2 separate regions of the Capsicum annuum genome follow, and region 2 is linked to region 1. The links are chromatin contacts, called in public Hi-C maps. All regions are on one chromosome and are shown on one strand. The core of a region is the stretch at or near the end of the contact, and the rest is flanking DNA. Distances in the headings are between cores, read along the strand shown.

Evidence for each region. A called contact is a pair of places that touch in the nucleus more often than the background predicts.
Region 2: a contact with region 1 is called in a Hi-C map of leaf, with 2.9 times the contacts expected there. The contact joins the promoter of LOC107847929 here to the enhancer-like site in region 1. A contact is called at or near these places in 2 of 5 Hi-C or Micro-C datasets (both in leaf).

The regions. Positions count from the first base shown.
Region 1 is chr1:214,484,363-214,488,627 of UCD10Xv1.1, forward strand. No RefSeq gene overlaps it. Among protein-coding and RNA genes, the nearest start is that of LOC107861760, 130 kb to the left of the region's middle. Within about 2 kb of position 1,984, at least 5 of the 5 cell types and tissues checked have an H3K27ac peak or open chromatin away from gene starts, as enhancers often do. A contact at or near this core is called in leaf, where this site is marked.
Region 2 is chr1:214,626,915-214,631,198 of UCD10Xv1.1, forward strand. It overlaps LOC107847929, which reads left to right and starts at 1,507. Exons shown (of 11, transcript XM_016692537.2): 1 at 1,507-1,767; 2 at 3,062-3,185; 3 at 4,093-4,226. The coding sequence starts at 3,083.

The DNA.
Region 1 (4,265 bases), core at 734-3,233:
ATGTTGTCCAGAAATTATAAAATTTTACAAATAACATCATACCTCCTCCACTTTCTCTTCTTCGAATTCATAATCAGATGAAACAAGACTTGCAATTTTACTAGATTCACCTTTTTCATCCGACTTCCTCTTTTTCATCAATTTTTTGAATTTTTGTGAATTTTGGGGATGAAGATTTTCTCAAATCTTTTTGTTTTATTTTTTCACAATGTTTTTCGAATTGTTATGGTGCTTCAATCTCACTTCTTCACTGCTAACACCTCCCTTAGGTTGAATATTAGTAGAACACACGTTAAAATCTTCATCTTGTGTTAACCCAAGATTAAGCGATGGTAGTTCATCGAAAACTAAATTCATCGGTTGAATACCTCTAACTGAACTATTATGATTTGCATGTTGTGCCATTATAGCAGAACTTTAAAAATTTCAACACACACATAAAAAAAAAAAACTAACAGACTAAATCGTAGAAGAAGAATGAAAAATTTGAAAAAAAATTCAACAGTAAAATACATAAAAGAATTTATATGAAAAATATAACATGCATTAACTGTAAAATAAAATTACCTTAATATATGAATGCAATGTTTATCAAGATCTTAAGAGATAAAAATGGTATTTGAAAAAAAAATTGAAGGTTGAAGGGAACTGAAATTGATAAAGTAGCATGAAAAAAGGATAAGGTAAAAAAAGGAGTTCAAGTCACGCGCTTTTTCCTAAAAAAGGTAAAGTATTGCTAGTTTTATTATTAGTTGTAATTTTGAGAAACTATTACTATTAATTGTAATTAATGTTTTAAGGTTACTAGCTCATGTAATTTTTTCTATATTTTTTGATATGTCTCTTTCATATACATGTATATAGTTAGAAGGTTTTTGTACGTATCTCTTTTAAAATATGTATCTTTGCACTTGATATATTTTTCATATTGTGTATTTCTTATGCATTTGTATTTCAAATCTCATTTTTTAAATTGATACATCATGTCTTACCATGATACTTTTTTACCCAATATTTGTATCTTTTTTTAGGGTTTGAAATTCATCACAAAAAGTTGAAAAAGGAAAATAACGCCAAGAAAAAAAGAGAAAAGCTAAAGAAGAATGAATTTGAAAGTTGAATATGGAGAAAAATATTTTTTAAAAAAATTGCATTATTAACTAAATGTCATCTTTTGAGGTATTTAGATGTTAATTAGAAGATTTGCTTAGTAAATTACTTCTTAAATGAGTTAATTATCGTTACTTTTCATAATTACAGTGAATTAGTTGTTTCGTAATATGTAACATCAACATTTATCTCTTTTAATATTATATATCTGCAAAATAAAAAATTAAAATTTTTTAAAATTAAAAGAAATTGAAATAGAGTGTGGATAAACTAGTCGAAATTTATGTAAAACTCCTAAAAATAAATATAAAAATACAAACGCGCTAATATAAATATACAAAAAATTCACTTTATGACTAAGATACAAATATACATATGTATAAATGCATTTCAACTGCAGACGACGAAGAACAACATCACTTCAGATGGCGGTAAAGAACCACCATCGACTCCACTCTGGCCAGCAATCAGATCTGAAAGAATAACTATTGCGTGTCTTTTTCTCTGTCAACATCCTGCTTTTAATAACCCAACAAAATCCACCACGCAAAACCTCTAGTAACCCCTCTTTCCTTTACTATTTCGATGGAACCGACAATAACAACAACAACAAAAACTTCACCGCCGCCACAATGTATGTTTGGGTTAGATTCAGTTTTTGATTTAGTTAAGTTTGTCCGTTTTGGAATTTTCTTATTCAAGCTTTCAGGTGGATCTAGTTGTTCAAAATATTTATTTTTCGATCAATTCATCAAACAACTTGGGGTTTCACTAGAAAATAAGGTGGCAAGTGACGAGGATGAGGAAGAGGGGGTTGTCGACATGGGAGTTGTCCGAGAGGGAGGCAGCGAGGAAAATAGGTGTGAGCTTTGTCTTCAAGAAAGTGACGAGGAAGATGATGTACGTTGAAATCTCTTTAATAATGGTATAGTTATATCATGTGCAAAGTAACCAATCAGATAAGAGAAAATGTTTGAAAAATTAATTAAGTGAGAGAGAATCGTGTATTAGTTATATATCTTGTGTAGAATATTTGTATATGAGGCTCACATAAAAATAGTTATAAAACTAACTATGTAAGATAATTATTTTAAAACATTAACTATGTCAGGTAATTAAAAACTTATTTTATCTATGGGATGTAGTTCTTTCTCGTTAGAGTCGTGATCCAAATTTTATTAATTCGGTCCTGAAAATTTCGTGGTGTGATCTATGTTTGTAATTTTTCACGAGGTTAGTGTACACACGTATTATAAAAGTGCACTTAGTGGGTCGTTTTGGAGGTAACAAAATTACGTCATTAAGACTACGTCTCCAATCTCGTACTCTTCTCCTTCATAGTGAATTCCCTCTGTCTCTGCTCGTGATTTTTTCCGCAAAGATTATCATGTAAATCTATGTGTTCTTCTTGTCATTCTTTTGCTTGTGGTTTGCTTAATACTGTCTGATTCATAACATTTCTTATAAAAAAAGGGCAAATCACATAGCTATACAATGTAAGAGTCAATATTACAAAAACTACCATTAGTTTTTAATTTACAAAATATATCAAAATCTACCAAAGGTAAAAAAAAAAAAAACCAGTTAAAATAACATGATTTAAGGAGACAATTTAATGATTGATATTTTATCTTATAAATTCTCCTACTTTATTTTTGAACTAAGTTTTTTTAAAAAAAATAGTAAATAAGATAACCATAAAAACAACACATTTATTTGATATTTTTTTTATGTTTTTAAATTTAATTTATTTAATTCAATGAACATTAATTTTTAATACTTCTAAGAAAAAAGATCATTAATGATAGTAAATTCTCCTATTGATTCAAACCACATCTTATACAAATTTCATACACCATAAATTTATTAATTCATCATAAAATTATTAATACACTTATTTCTATATCGATCAAACACCATAAAAATAGTTCAATTTCTATACATTTTAGACACCATAAAATTATTGATACACCAATTTCTATATATTTCAGACACTATAAAATTACTATTATTAATACACCTATTTCTAAAGTGTTCAAACACTATAAAATTATTGATACACCAATTTTTATATAAGTCAGACACCATAAAGTTGTTGATATATCAATTTCTATACAATTCAGACACCATAAAGCTGGTGATACACTAATTTCTGTACAATTCATACACCATGATACACCAATTTCTATACAATTCATGCACCATAAAATCATTGATAACCTTCACTTGCCGGTGTCATCCAAAAATTTTCGGAACTCCTCAAAATTGAGTAGCTATATTTTGCGTTGCAAAATGTTATTTATTTTATACTTCTAAAATATTGTAACTGGTGTCTATTTTTCTAATGATCATGTGTCGTATAGCCATGTAACTGGTTTCTTACATTCTTTTAAGGTGCAAAGTTGGTTTGTCCAAATAGGAGTAAATAGGAATATAGTGAATTTAGAACTCTTTTTTTTGCTGTGAACGTGAATAATGGGACCGAGGTAGAAAGAAAAAGGGACAGAAGTTAAAGCTCTTGCATATCCAATTTTAGAAATAGTCCGATAACTCCAATCTTCTTTTGATTTTTTTTTTTTTAATTTGGGTGATTTTTTGTAACTTTGGAAGAGGTAGCTACGCAATTTTTTGACTTTTTTTATGAATTTTTATTTTTCTCACTTCGTTTTTTGAAGTCATGAAAGGTTAAAGGTGGAATTTTTTAAACTGAAAGAAAGAGAGGAGAGAAAAAAGGAAGAAGAGTAGGAATTTTTGGATTAGATTTTTTATAAAAAAAAAAAAAAGGGATTAAATAGTTGGCAAATTTTATAAATAAAAATTATATTTTGTAAATAAAAAGTAATAGTGATAGATTTTGTAATATTTTACTTAGAGTGTATACTTACGTGATTTTTTCTATAAAAAAGATAGTTTAGGTTCAAAGCCCAAACAATCAGCACATACTGAATGGAAGATGGGCTTCAACTCAAAATTACTCTACTTGTACTCTTTCTTTGATGATATGTATTTATTTGAGTTTATATCATATAAATTTACTATCAATAGTTTTCACTTTACTAAATCTACCAGTAGAAGTTTAACAAAATCTAAAGAACAAAACAAAATATAAAAAGCACGGTAAAACAACTAACCATGAATCTATTTCATAAGTTAGT
Region 2 (4,284 bases), core at 257-2,756, 140 kb after region 1:
ATAATTAAATACATTTAGCACTATCCGACTCCACCCCTACCAACCCCCTCATTTATTTGGTGATCATATGACCATTTTATTTTCAGAAAATGAGAATAATAGTCTTTCAAAAACTTTTCTCCATGTATTTCATTTAATATTACTTATTTCTTTTGGTCAAACATTTAATATTACTATATTATCTTAAGAAGAAACAGGAAATATGTATAACATAGCCAAAATATCGCTAGGGTATTATGTGGTGGTTCAAAATGTTGTTTCATATTTATAAGAGATTGTCATTAATGGTTATAAAATGAAAATGTTCGAATTAAATAAATTTTTATATTTTATGTGTTAATTCATTTTTGAACATATTAAAAAGGAAAATTTTTTATACTGATTAAAACAGAAACATAATAAATTCAGGAATAGAAGGATCTAATTAAGAAGTTAATTGTAAATTAGTAAGCCTTCTACGTAAGCATCATATGATAAAAAAAAAACATGATTTACCACGTTTATTGTTTTATTTTAAAATTAATATTCCATCTAGGGATTTGTCAAAATCAAACCGATAAATCGATCGATAAAATGTTATTGCTTTATTAATATTGGATTATTGTGTTAAATAATTTTTAATGATTTTGCTAACTTTTTTATTGAGCTATCGGTTCAGTTTTGGATTTTAATCATTTAGTTAATGGTTAAACTGATAATAACCCAATAAGATTATATTAAAATTATATTTTTATTCACACTTATAGAACAGTGGCTTTAAATTCTATATACATACCTTATTGTCTTTTATAATTGTTGTCATAGTTCTTTTATTTTGTGTAGACTTTATATATAAAGATAGTGTAGAACAAATGAAAATAAGAGAAAGTAAAGAAATATTAGGGGAGTGTTTTCTATCAGTTAAATTGATAACCGAACTAAAAAAGATAAAAAATCGATCAACCGAAAATCGATAACAAATATCTTATTGATTTGGTTATCGGTTTAGCGTGTTTACAAATAAAAAATGAATAAATCGAACCGATAGTGCACAAAATCAAACCGAACCGATCGATGCACACCCCTAGTTTCATCTGTCTCATTTTATGTGGCACCCCTTTCTTTTTAATCTGTTTAAAGAAGAATGCCATCTTACTATTATTAGAAACAATTTAACTTTAAAATTTTTATTTTACCTTCAATGAAATAATTAATAACTACATAAATATTTAAAAATTGATTTAAAATATAAATTTAAAAAAAAATAATTAAATACTATATCAAATTAAATGATGACAATTAGGGTAGTATTCAATAAACTATACAATTTTATTGCTAACTATTTTTGACTACTAAATATCAGTAACTTTTTCTAAAGCTATATTTAGACCTTCAAAAGGGAGAACTTACTTTGAAAGTTCTCGATATATGTTTGTTATTCAAAGTACACAAAAGTGGATGGCTGCTATTATATTATAAATAATTTAAAAAAAGACACATTTGATCTTTTTTCGTACATTTGATCTTTTTTCGTTAGTGTGAAAATACTGAACTTTCCCTTTTCTCTAGAGAAAGCTATATCTAGAAAAAGCTTTCTATCCTTCCTTTTACCAAAATAATGGATATGAAGAATTTTCCAATATTGCTACTCCAAGTTAAATATATAATAATTCGTATATATTATGTATCTTCAACTTAAAAAACAAGAAGCTCTCTTCTTGAGTTGTGCATAGAAGAAACTGTTGTGCCAGCTGAAGAAGAAAACAAGATACAAGTTTTGTTTCTCAGGTGACAATTAATTAAATTCTTCCATTGTGTGTGTGTGTTTGTCCTTTCTTTTCTTGTTTTTTTTTGCCTCTTCTTATTTATGGGATTCTATTTACTAACCATTTTCAAAGATTATTTTACTTTATGTTTCTTGGACTCTAAAAATGGTCAATTGCGGGTCGATTTCTTTAAAAGTAGTATATTTTTGAAGAATTAGATACTGGTATGGCATGAAAATGAATAATCCATGCAACTTAGAGTTTACTGTTAAAAAATTTACGTTAGAAATTATCGATAGACAAATTCTGCAGCTAAGTAGGAAATTAGACGCTAATTCAGTTTAGCAATTGGTTAGCTACAGATTATGAGAAAAAGATTTCAGCCACGAGCTATTTAGCAGCGAATCGTAGTTAATTTTAACTTTTTGCAGTGGTTGGACAGCAAAATTACTCCAGAATTGGTGAAATCTTGGTCAATTAGTAAACATATAGCTTCATGAAGATGGTATAATAAACTTATTACAAACATACTCCTCTTGATATCCTTTTTTATTATATGGATATCTTTTCTTCCATCTTTCCTGCAACTAATTAGGGTTAGTGTCTTGAGCTAAATATAGTTGGTTAGATCATAAATTTCTTGTTTTACATTGAATTTCAACTTAGCGCAACTTCTTTCCTTTATCTAGATTTGAAATTGGCAATATAAGCAATATCAACTGAATGAAGTAATAAAGGAGGATATTGTTGAGTCTATCTAACAGAGGTTTTCAGCCAAATATATCTATACTCTATTCTATCAGGATCACGTAAGGTTGTTTAGAGAGAGATAGAGAGTGTGTAAATTAATGAGTAGCGGAATGAAAAATTTTTATAAGGAGATTTAAAAAAAGACTAGCATTTCACATTTAAGATTTATAACCCATTTGACGAGCTAATTTTTCTTCTAAGGTACTTTTTTTAAAAGTGCTTATTTTAATAAATTGAGATGTTTGATTAAGTTTTGAGGAGAAAATAAGTGTAAGTAGCAAAAGTTGTTTTTCATAAGCTAAAAAAAAAACTTCTCCCAAAAAAACTTTTTAAAAGAATATTTTTATGAAAAATATACTTAAAAACATTTTTTAAAAGTTTGATCAAATACTAACAAATATTTTAAAGAGAAATGTCAAGTTAATATGTGTCAAATAAAATAAAACGGAGTGAGTATGTATATTTGAGAACATTCTCTTTTGAATAAACAAGTCATTTTAGTCATTGTCACAGACAAATTATTTATGACTAGCCTAATTAACAAGTTAATTATGACTATTTGGCAGTTGACAGGGTTGAATATATATATGGAGTGTATGAAAAGGAGGAAAGTGACAATATCCTTACTACTAGTTACCATTCTGATTGCCTTGAACATCACTAGTCTTGATGGAGGACTAATTCGACCAGGTGAGAAGTCAGTATCTCAAAAAACTTACTCAACTTAAATAGCGTATAATATATATATATGATCTATGTATTATATGTAAATCATGTATAACTTAGCCATACGACTGAAAAAACATAACCATCAGCCTTTTATTAGATCAATGAATACATGTGTCATTCTTTGTATTTCACATAAACTTTTATAGCTAAATATGATTAATTATTGAATATGTACTTTTTCCTCAATCTATATAATTTGGTAAACTAATGTGGTGCATTAAATTAAAACTGAGCTTAAATGTTTTAAAAAAATATCCAAGTGAAAACCATTTGATTTTTCTGTCCTCTCTTTTTCTCTTTCTTCTTCTTTGTGGTCATTTTAGGTCGATATGTTGTTGTCTCATGCACCTAGCAAAATAAGTAGATAACTGGGCCTAGTGTCTATCTTGGTTGCTACCATAAAAAAGTTCTATAAAGTTAGGTTTTTCATTATTTTTTAACTTCTAATACTCCCTCCTTTCCACATATATTGTATTGTTGATGGTAAATTTTAATTTTATTAGTTTATTAAATTTAAATAAAAAAACTATATTTCCATCGATATGTGTGTGCGCTCAATTTTCTTCAATGTAAACATATCTTAAAATGATTAAAGTTCCATTACAAAATAGCCAAGTCGATTCTTAGTAAAATATCAAACATGTGACCCTTGGAATAGTTGAAGTAGTTTGGACGCAAGATATACAACAACCTTTTAATCACGAATTATATTATATTAACTATTCCAAACATTAACCTATTTTGTCCATTAATGAACAATATTACAATCATTTATCATCATAAAATATGGAAACACACGAATTCACGAATTTTTATTTTCTTATTTACTTCTCCTTTTTGTCTGCAAAATAACTTCTTTGTTTTGCAGAAAGAAAATTGGTTGAAATAGGAAAAGAGTCAGGATCCACGCCGCAATCGGATGACACTGTGCGAATTGATCCTTTGAAGAATTTTAAGAAATATAGAGGAGGATATGACATTACAGATAAACACTATTGGGGTGTAAGTTAGCATTTCTCGTCTTCTCAATGAATTTTTACTCAATCAAGATAATTTAATC